2 separate regions of the Sus scrofa genome follow, and region 1 is linked to region 2. Evidence: chromatin contacts called from public HiChIP or PLAC-seq data. All regions are on one chromosome and are shown on one strand. The core of a region is the stretch at or near the end of the contact, and the rest is flanking DNA. Distances in the headings are between cores, read along the strand shown. Region 1 holds the start of GMNN (geminin). Region 2 holds the start of TDP2 (tyrosyl-DNA phosphodiesterase 2).

What was found. HiChIP or PLAC-seq counts read pairs in DNA pulled down with a chosen protein or histone mark.
Region 1: an H3K27ac HiChIP or PLAC-seq map of alveolar macrophages shows a contact between it and region 2. The contact joins the promoter of GMNN here to the promoter of TDP2 in region 2. A contact is called at or near these places in 1 of 5 promoter capture datasets (liver), 9 of 47 Hi-C or Micro-C datasets (blood, fetal liver, fetal skeletal muscle and 5 more) and 2 of 2 datasets of contacts at active chromatin or transcription factors (alveolar macrophages and skeletal muscle).

What each region holds. Positions count from the first base shown.
Region 1 is chr7:19,582,904-19,588,555 of Sscrofa11.1, reverse strand. GMNN (geminin) reads right to left here and starts at 2,588. Exons shown (of 7, transcript XM_003128203.5): 1 at 2,412-2,588; 2 at 157-214. The coding sequence starts at 207.
Region 2 is chr7:19,501,182-19,506,806 of Sscrofa11.1, reverse strand. TDP2 (tyrosyl-DNA phosphodiesterase 2) reads left to right here and starts at 4,370. Exons shown (of 7, transcript NM_001243686.1): 1 at 4,370-4,575; 2 at 4,660-4,745. The coding sequence starts at 4,411. It overlaps ACOT13 (acyl-CoA thioesterase 13), which reads right to left and starts at 4,170. Exons shown (of 3, transcript NM_001244979.1): 1 at 3,964-4,170; 2 at 2,184-2,368; 3 at 99-1,117. The coding sequence starts at 4,044. The coding sequence ends at 958.

The DNA of each region.
Region 1 (5,652 bases), core at 1,339-3,838, 84 kb before region 2:
ACAAGTTCTTTATTGTTACTTGTCCTCACTGAAAATTTAGTATTTCAAAGTTTACAGAAATTATAGCCAGGTAATATATAACATGTGACTAAATTGTGTCAAAAAACATCTAACCATATGCTCTCTACAAGAGATTAAAGTGATTGCATCACATACCTTTACATTCTCTTGGATTCCTTCCTGTTTCTGCTTCATGCTGGGATTCATTATACACCTGGTCAGGAACAGAAGACTGCACATTCAAAAGCAGAATACAGACTGCATGAAAAGGTTTTTTTTGTTGTTGAAAGTACAATCATAAAAATCAAAACAATCAAAGAAAAATGATGGAATTATCATTTCTCATTGTGCCCAAACTCAGCTCTGTCACTTGTTAAAGTGCCTAAAGCTAGTGACTCTTAGTATCTCTATACACATAAACACAACACACACACACAATTCTACCTAGAAGAATACTGCTATAAAAGGAAAAATCTGTATTCTAAACAAATTTACAAAACATGTTGGTGACCTGGATTAAATACAGAAAGATGTGGAAAATGGTCACCAGGAAGAACAAACCTGAGACTTGGGTATGCCCAAGTCTATGTATTAAAGAAGAGCATCCTAACTTTGCTGTTTCACAGATTTAAGCTATCATAAACTTGGCTCTGGAAACCAGCAATAGCTTAACTGTGACTTAATATCCAGTCAAATTAGATTATGTATTTATATTTGCAGGCAATGTTTAACCACCACCACACATGGAGACACTGATGGAAGCAAAGAAAAGGGAGCAGGGAACAAAGCGGTATGTAATGTTGCTAAACCACTGGGCCAGACTCACTCCAAACATAACTCTGAACTTCCCAGCCAAGAACAGATCTTCCTGATTTCTGTGGTCCTGCCTTCCTTTACTCAGTGCAGTGGCTTTCTAACTTTTGACTATGATCCATCTCGCGTGAATACATTTTATAAACCGTGCCCTAGGGCACACAAATGCCAACGAAAAAGCTTAGGAAACAAAGCTTCACCTAATTGTGTGATGTACCCTATTTTCCATTCTATTTCATGTTAAGCAAATGCTGGTCAGGACCAACTAAACTGAGCCAGGACAATGATTTCCAAACTGCGGGTGGCAGCCTGGGATTCCAAAATCACTTAGTAGGTGTTTGAAAAAATGTAACTGAACAAAACTGAAGAGATGAGAAAACATCAAAATGCATGGCATGTGAGTAATAAATAGTGTTTCGTGAAGGTTCTAATTTAGTTGGAGGGTTGAGTCCTAAACCGTTATGTGAAAAATGTGCTTTAGTATATGCCACGATTTTAAAAGATGAACAGCAACAAGAATCAAGTCTTCACGTAGGAGTTCCCGTCGTGGCTCAGTGGTTAACAAATCCGACTAGGAACCATGAAGTTGAGAGTTCGATCCCTGCCCTTGCTCAGTGGGTTAACGATCTGGCGTTGCCGTGAGCTGTGGTGTAGGTTGCAGACTCGGCTTGGATCCTGCCTTGCTGTGGCTCTGGCGTAGGCTGGCAGCTAGCTGCCAGCTCCGATTCGACCGCTAGCCTGGGAACCTCCATATGCCGCGGGGGCGGCCCAAGAAAATGGCAAAAAAGACAACAACACAAAAAAGTCTTCACTTGTTCATTACACTCCCGCCAACAACCTTACACCCTCACTTACTTTTTATTACCTAGGGTTTTTTTTTATTTAATTTTTTTTGGCCGCACCCGCAGTATGTGGAAGTTCCTGGGCCACAGATCGAATCTAAGCCGCTACAGCGACAATCCGGTTCCAAAACCCGCTGCGCCACAAGGGAACTACCTTATCTAATTTTTTAAAATAATTAGATTGAACTCTAGCATAGCACTGGGTTCTAGGAAATTCTGATAAACAGGTGAAACTAAATGTCATCAAGTCCAGTTTTTTTTAAATGAGAGACGCGGAATTCAGGGACACCCCTCGGGTCACCGCCAGTTGCTTACTGGTCAAGAGGGTGGTCCGCCTCATCCCGAAAGCCAGGCACGCCCAAGCTGGTGTCCTCACACGAACCAGCTGCACACAAGCCACCCCGCGACCCCGCCACCTAGTCCTGGGGACACAGGGAGGGAGAAACCAGCAAGGGGCGGACAATCCGGGCCGCGCGCCGGGGCCCTCCAACCGCAGAGCGCGCGTCAGGGACGGCGCGCGCCAGCCAATAGCGAGCGCGGAGGAACAGCGCGCCAAAAACCGACCTAACCAATGGGGCAGCCCCGAGCCTCACCTCCTTCCCCCCCGTCCCGGCTGCCGGGACGGTTCAACAGTCCTTTCACTAAGACTCCGGCAGCTGTCACCGGAGTGCGCGACTTCCGGCCGGCCGAAGCCCAAAGTGGCTCGTCCAGCAGCCTCTGCGACCCACTCTCTCTGGTCACCTCTCTCACACTTACCGGGTGGAAGCAGGAAATCCTTGTAACGAACGCAGGTAGCTGTGGTAGCGGCGCCTCGCAGAGGGTCCAAAACCAACCCGCGTTCGTACCCACAGGGGCTGGACTCCTGCCGGGTGGCGACTGTAAAAGAGTAAAACTCCACCCTCCGGCTCCGGGCGGCCACGTGACCGTCTGGCGCGTGACGGAGGGCGGGGCCACCTGAATCCGGCGAATGGCCTTTCGCCTCCGCCCTCTTCGGCCCCCTTCCCTTTTCTGCGCCTGCGCGTAGGGCGTAGCAGGTATTTGGGTCGGGAAGTCGGCGGTCTTAACTCCGTGGGTCACTTGTACCCTCGGCTTTTGCACTTCGACCTGCACTGGGAACTTCCTCCAGATTCGAATGTTTTTTTTGCTCTTTACAAGCGGGGCAAAGGTCTGCCCCCGCTAGACAAACATCGGGAGAACAAAATATTTTATATATAGTACAGGACTTGTTCTGTAAAGCCTTCGATCCACGGCCTCCTAAATGTGTTAAGACCGTTTATATTTTGGCGCTTTGTATATGACTATATTGTGTTGTAGTAGTGCCAGAAGGCCTAATCCTGCAAGGAATACTAATAGTCATCCTAATATTCGTACAAAGTACTGTTCTAGGCACCGGAATGCAATGGCTATTGCAATTTGAAGGAGCAGAAAAACCTAAGTGATAATTGCGTCTAGCTTTTTTTTTTTTTTTCTAGTCATTTCACAAACTTCTCAACTTTCTGGGCATAGTACATTTCAGTTTATCAGGGTATTGTTAAATCTTTTTTTACACCAACCATAGCTATTAATACAAGTCTTTTTTCCCATTTCTTAACTTTGGTGGGATTGTCATTCTCAGAAGGAAAGAAGTATCTCCTGACTATGCTTAGCACCGCCTTTAGGAAATGTTTTGTTAGCCCCATACCCTGCCATCCTGCGTGCCCACCTCCTGCCACCTGCACCACTGGAATTCTTTTTGAAAGAGCTCAAAGTATACAAAGCATAGTCCTAGGATTCTAGTTTTCTTTGGGGGAAAATGTAGCGTGAAAATCTAAATTCTAAATAAGGGAAACAATCCATTGGTTGGAGAGCTATCCCTAGACGACTGTGTTTCCAGAGTAAAAATTCTGATGATCAGCGTGGTAAGTATAAGTACTGTGTAATTTGACTTTGAAACACCAGCCAGTCAAAGTAGTAAATCTGACTTCTAATTTCTTCGTTCAGCCACGTGGTAAAAAGACATCACTGATGAAAAGAGCCCGAATAGTAAGTATATATTAAAAATATATAAAAAGTTACATTCAGGTAGTCTGTACTAAGTATAGCATAAAGCAGAGTACCTAATGTTATTTCTTTCCAGAACGAAAAAGCTGGGAGAGAAAAATGTCTTCCATATGAAAGTGATAACCAAACCAGAAGGCTAGAACCTAGAGGTTACCATAGTTAGAAATCTACAGAGGCAATAAGAGAATTGAGTTTCTAGATGTATCATGAAGCCCACCTACCCCCAATGTTATATGTAGTTGCTAATACTATTGGTTAGTTTTGGAAAGGCATGGAGAGACTTTTACTTTATTCATTTTAGTGTTGTTTGACTTTTTTTAAGTTCAACATAAAGGAAATGATGCCTTCTTTAGGAAAAAATTGTGAAGCCCCCAGATTTTGAAGCGTTTCACCCTCTGCTTTGCCTCCTAAATGAGTGGATGTAACAAATTAACTAATTCAGCTTTATACCTGTGCAGTTCAGTTGGGTGGCCACTAGCCACTTGATAGCTTTTGAGCACTTGAAATGTGGCTAGTCTTCATTGAAAAGTGCTGTCATGTAAAATACATATCAGATTTCAAAGAGCTAGTATGAAAAGAACGTGAAATATTTCCATGATTTTTTGTATTGAGTATGTGTTGAAATAATCTTTGGATATATTGAGTTGAATACAAATATTGTTAAAATTAACTTCCCTTTTTTTTAACATGGCTACCAGAAAAAAAATTTTAATTATAGATGTGGTTTGCATTTGCATCTCACATTTTATTTCCGTGGGGCCTTGCTGCTCTAAACTACCCTAATGTATGTAATCCTCCTGAATCTTTTCAGTAGCCCTGTGAGGTAAATGTTTTCTACTCTCTTTTTTACAACTCAGAGGCTAAGTCATGAGTCCAAGATCTCATACAGGTAGGCAGTGGTAGACTGAGACTTTACGTCTTCTGACTCAGAGTTCACATATGGTGGAGTTCCCCTGGTGGCTCAGTGGTTAATGAATCCGACTAGGAACCATGAGGTTGCGGGTTCGATCCCTGGCCTTGCTCAGTGGGTTAAGGATCCGGTGTTTCCGTGAGCTGTGGTGTGGGTTGCAGACGCGGCTTGGATCTTGCTTCGACTCTGGCATAGCCTGGCCACTGCAGCTCCAATTAGACCCCTAGCCTGGGAGCCTCCATAGGCCATGGGTGTGGCCCTAAAAAAGCTAAATAAATAAATAAATAAATAAAACTATTCCTCAAGAGTCAGAGGATCCTCAAGCCCCCAAAGTACTGGTGACTGTCTCCAAAATACATGTTTTCACATTGCTTTTTAAGAACAATTTCTAAGAAAATAATTTTGCAGGTATCTGGGAAAAAGTTATAAGTAGTTAATCTTTAATTAGAGTTTTTCTCCGGAATCCAAATATAGTGTCTTATCTGGTCTTATCTTCGGTAGGAAACCGTGGGTATTGACAGGGTTAAGTTTAAGCAGTAACTGTGGCTCACATATAAAGGGGGAGGGAGGATCATGAAATAGGAATGAAGATAATAGCATGTGTTTAAAAAATTAAAATTGCCCCAAAGGACAGTAGCCAGACATGTTCAGGAAGGTACAGGAGACCTTCTGGGTCGTTGGCTTCCCAGTACAGGAAGAGGCAGGTCAAGTAAGCTACATTACATCTCCCCTCTTAGTAGCTTTCAGGACAAGTTTCCATCAGCCAGTAAAAAGAACAAGTCTATTCTACTTTGGGGGAGAAATTTTATCAGTTATTACAGGTTTCAGTTTAATAAAATATCTCAGATTGCATGCAACAGACACTAACTGGTTAACATCAGAAAAAAGAGAACATTCATGGAGGGGGAAGGGGAGAAATCATGAGGACAGCTCTGGGGACTTCAACAGCAGGGGTCATTAGACTCTGTCTCTGGGATCTTCCCATTAGTGTAATGTAGCTCCAGTGACAGTCTGTGTCCCTATGATCCACACTTCATATTCCTGGGA
Region 2 (5,625 bases), core at 3,121-5,620:
CGAATACTACAAATGCCACAGTCGTAGAACTCTGGGAAAGGGACGAAACACCTCGTGAACTTGGTCTGTAGATGAAGTACTGTAGACTAGGAGATTCACGACCTTTGTGGTTTTATTTATCCTCAGTATTAGAAAGGGGCTAACAGAATGCTCTGTCTCACCACCACTATAAAATATGCAAGTCCTATAATAAATTCTCTATCAGGAAAAAGTAGCACACCCACAGGACTATTTATCACAAATGTACTTTGCCTCAAACTTTGTTGAGAATTACTCTCTTATTCTCCAGTGGGCCTATGGTTCCTCCATTTTGAAGTTCCACAATCTTGAAATTGGGTTTAAAAATACGTAGTATGGCAGAGTTCCCGTCATGGTGCAGTGGCAACGAATCCGACTAGGAACCATAAGGTTGCAGGTTTGATCCCTGGTTAAGGATCTGCTCAGTGAGTTAAGGATGTGGTGCTGCTGTGAGCTGTGGTGTAGGTCGCAGATGGGGCTCAGATCCTGTGTGGCTGTGGCTGTGGTATAGGCTGACTGCCACAGCTGTGATTTGACCCCTAGCCTGGGAACCTGTGGCCCCAAAACAAAAAAAAAAAAGAGTTGAGAAGAACTTAAAAGAGTCTGTAAGGATTAATCATTAATTTAGATTTCTCCTTTTGCTTAATACTGGATTTTAGTTTTAAGGTAATCTCATCTCAAAATAGCCCTGCTAGCTTTGCTTTACTTGTTTTCAAACACCTTGAGCTAAGAATGTTCTCATCCAAGTATGGTGTATGATTACAAATGAAAGCTAAAGAGGCTTAAAATGAAAGAATACAGACAACCCTCTCCTATGTTCCACTTGACTTCTATGACATTTTTCCCCAAATAATTCTTACCTATTTTTTGATTGTGCTAATTTATTTTGAAAATTGTATTCAAGTCATATTTACTCTGGACATTCATTGTTGGGTTTCTTTAGGCTGTTCCCAGGTGTTTTGTGTGTCTGCCTTGTGCTATTAATTTCCCCGTGACCTTGTTTGTCAGATCCACAGAGGCAAATGCAAGTGTTTTTCCTTGTTTCAGAATATGCGCTGTAATCAGTATATCTTCTCCCATTTTAGCAGGTGACATGTACCTTGAAAGAAAACATTTACATTAGTTCACAGCTAATAGTTTTTAAAAGAGAAAGTTCTGTGCATTTCATAACAGCCTTTAATGTTATTTTACTCCTAAGTAGTTTAAGCATATTTTTAGTGAGCTTTCTGTTCTTTCTGATTTTAATGGTTGTCCTGACCATTCCTTATGCACACAAGTTTCTTTTCCCATAAATATAGAAAGGGGTTTTCAACTGCTCCCTACCTCCTTTTTCTTCAAGTGTCCCTCTTCGTATTTACTTTGGGCTAGTGAATGATTTCTTCTAGCTTTCATTTAATTTGCTTAACTTTCTGGGTGAAGTAATACTGGTATTTCTATCTTGTCACATCAATATGCAGAATTTACTCAACTCTAAAATGACTTAATATAAAAACTTTTAATATGGGGCCCATTTGAAGCTCGGGCCAGTACTTTTTTTTTTTTTTTTTTTTTGCTTTTTATGGCTAAGGGATGAATTGGAGCTGTAGCCTATGCATGGCAACTCGAGATCCAAGCCGCATCTGAGACCTGCACCACAGCTCACAGCAATGCCGAATCCTTAACCCACTAAGTGAGTCCAGGGATTGAACCTGCGTCCTGATAGATACTAGTCAGATTTGTTTCTGCTGAGCCACACTGGGAACTCCTGGCCAATTCTTCTAATAAGCCAAAATTATTTGAATAAAGGGGGACATACAAGTGAGACTCTTAAGGATTCTATGAAACTGTTACAAGCTGTGAATTTGAGATTATTTTTTCTAACAGTATGCATATTAGAAGCTGAATAGTTGTCTTTTTGAATGCTTAGTTCACTTCTCCTTTATTACTAACTATATTACGGATTACTTTTATTATTATTACTGATATATACTGTACTTGGAAATTAATCGTCTAGTTCTAGATTCTAAAGCCATGAAATATTTTAAGGCAAATACACAGCTGCACTTAAGGATAACCAGCTAAAGGGCACCTCATGCTTTATTTAGTTATAAATGTGTTTAGTCTCAGTCGTTTGAAAAGAGTTGTCACACTGAAAAAAGCTATTTGGGTACAGTTAGGATACATACGTTATGTTCATGTCCACACTAACTCCAGGTGCTCCCCTTTCTGTGCATAGCAGAGCATATGTGGATACACAATCCACTAAGGTGGCTGTCATGCCACCATGGAGAGTGCCCATTTTATTGGTATGCTCTTCCTCTACTTTCATTTCACAGATCACTTTCCCAGGGACAGCAGAGACAACAGTCATCTAAGTATTAAAAAAAAAAAAGAATTTTGAATATTCAGTGATATTAGAAAGCCCAGACAACCAATCAAGAACTATCACTGGATTAAACTGAGTCACTCCCAAAAAGTTGATTCAGAAATTCAAAAAGTTACCAATCTCTCTACATAGAAATTAATTATGATGTGAATTTTTTTTTTTTTTTTTTGCTGTTGGTTTAATTTATTAGTGTTTGACAGCTGATGTGAATTTTTGTTGTTTTTGTTGTCTTTTTGCCTTTTCTAGGGCTGCTTCAGAGGCACATGTAGGTTCCCAGGCTAGGGGTCTAATCGGAGCTGTAGCCACCGGCCTATGCCAGAGCCACAGCAACTTGGGATCCAAGCTGCGTCTGCAACCTACACCACAGCTCACGGCAATGCCGGATCCTTAACCCACTAAGCAAGGCCAGGGATTGAACCTGAAACCTCATGGTTCCTAGTCGGATTCATTAACCACTGAGCCACGATGGGAACTCCATGAACTGTTTTTAAATAAGTAATATAAGGGAAAAACAGGAGTATTTGTGAATCTCCACTCCTGCAGAAATCAAACATTCCATCTGAGCTTTTCAGCCTCAGTATACAACCTGACATCTCGTACATGTCTCCTGAGAGACAAGGCCTAGATCATGCTACCTTAAAATTTATAGTAAAAGGAACGGTTCCTGACTGATTTATAGATCACTATGCATAAACCTATACTTTAGCCTAAGCAAATGTGCCCACAAGAAACATAAACTACAAAATCCATTTTAGATCAAATTAACAAACACAGAGCACTTACTATGATGCTGACCTATGCAGTTAATACAGTAGCCACCAGTCACCTGTCAGTATTAAGTCCTTGAAACATGGCTAGTATGATGCTAAGATGTGCTGTAAGTAATTTCAAAGATTCAGTACAAAAAGTTAGTACTCTTCTATATTGATTAAAAGTATTTAATGTTAAAAGTATTTTGGGTATAATGAGCTTAAGATATTTTACTAAAATTTAACTTCCTTTTTTAAATGTTTACAACATTATAATGTTGCTATTATAAAATACCGCATTCCACATGGAATCTGGAAGTGCGGCAGGGGGAACTTACCCCCACTCACCCCTCCTCACAGTTTAACTTTTCAAACACCAGTAGGAAGAATGAAGATTTTTCTCTTCCTCCAGTAAAAACTCAGCTAATGAGAAGCCTCCGCAACTCAACCAAAGAGAACCACAACAACCCGGACTCGACTCTCCTCAATGACTTGTTCAAAACAGCCCCTCTCAAACTTTCCTCTCCTCTTTATAAAAGAACAGTTGAGAACCTGCCTATGGTTGCACGTCCCATAGCAAATTCCTCTGCTATTCCCAAATAGCTCATTTTGCTGGCAAAGCCACTTACCTTTTTGTTTTTAAAGACTGACAGATCAATGGAGGCACACCTAGCACATAACTGTGCTCCATTACAATAGAAATCATTACTACTAAGGTCAGTTTCGGGACGCAGGCCAAAAGAATCTACCAGAGACAATTTATCCAGCGCTCACCACGAACTACGCAAGGTGCTTTCTCTTCATTAGAAACCGTAGCTTCGCATCCAATACCTTTTCCAAAATTCTGTCAAAACACGAACTCTTGCCTAGGAGCTTGAGGACCTCCTGCAGATTCTTTGTCATACAGCTCATTGTGGTCTGTTCTCCAGCTCCTAGGCCCCAGAGCTTTTTGGAGGAGCAGGACGCCCACAAGTTCGCAGAAGTACCAGGACGCAAAGGGCAGGACGTCCCCTCGCGCGCTCCCGCCACCGCCGTTCTCTCTGTGTTTGCGCACAGAGGCGTCACGGCTCATCGTGACCGCGCGCGCAAGCGCTGTTTTGCCCTTGCCAGCCCGGGGCCTCCCTTTCTGCTGCGCAGGCGCGTTAACGTCCTCCAGGAGCGGAGTGCGTTTCTCTCCCGGCTGTTAATGCGCGAGCGCCGGGGTGTCGGGCGCCTGCGCAGAGCCGGGGGCCTGCCCCCTGGCCGGAGTCTGGGGGACGAGCCGGCAGCTGGGAGGCGATGGAGCAGAAAAGCGGCCTGGAGGATGGACCGGAGCTGGAGCAGGAGGAGGGAGAGCCCGAGGTGAAGAAGCGCCGACTTCTGTGTGTGGAGTTTGCCTCGGTAGCGACTTGCGACGCTGCCGTGGCTCAGTGCTACCTGGCCGAGAACGATTGGGAGATGGAAGTACGCTTTTGCTGTTTCTCTTTCCCACTCTTTACTTTGGTGGGTGCAGTGCACACGTCCCATCCCTGTGTCTTTGTTTTTCAGAGAGCGCTGAACTCCTACTTCGAGCCGGCCGTGGAGGAGAACGCTTTAAAAAGTCGTCCTGAGACCCCCAATGAGCCCGAGTCCTGGTGAGCGACGACTGGGCCATGGGGGGCTCGTCCGGACGGAGGCATTTGGGTATCGGGTGGCGTTGGGCATCCTGGGACCTGCTGTTGGGCGGGCGGGGTGGAGTAGAGGCAGTTCTCCCGTCAGGATTGCCGGAGGCGGAGGGGTTGTGGTGCCGCGGAAGGAGATGCGCCCCATCAGCTGCCCGAGGTCCAGGCTGTCACTCGAACTTTGGAGTGCGGGGAGAAAGTATCCTTACATGTCATTTTCGACTCGATTTATATATAGGAACTGTGTAAGCGAGAGTTTTGAAACAAATGAAACAAATCCTTTACTGAAGAGTGGTAACTTGGAAGTCGTCTTGCTTCCTATATTGCTGTTTGGCCGACCAGAAAATAGTTTTTATAAAATGCGCATCTTGCCCGTTTTTCGAGTGTTCCTCCCCCAGTTCGCGCACTACTGCTCCTGAAATCCAGGTGCTTTACAAGTTCCTCCACGGTTTGACCACTGTCTGTTGTTCCGGGTTCCTCCCCTGTCACCCTCTCTTTCCTACCCCACAAAACTTCCATGCGTATCAGACTTTCCCTCTCTCCATTGGAATATTTTCTTTTGCCCTTCAACCTAAAGATATTTATCACTTCTACCTAGAACCTTTTTCTCCTTCCTTGCTGAGTAATAATAATCTTAAAAGCCAAGTTTAGCCATGACTTATTTCCAAGAAGCTTTCCCCGATCTTCCGAGTATGGATAAGGTTCCCTTCTTAGGTAATTCTCTAGCATCCTGCCTCACCCCTGTCATAACAACTTAGTTCATATTATAATTGCTCTTTAGTGTTTTTGTATCTCCAGCGAGGCTACCTGTGTGGTAAAGACAATATCTATCATGTTTGTCGATTAGACTGAT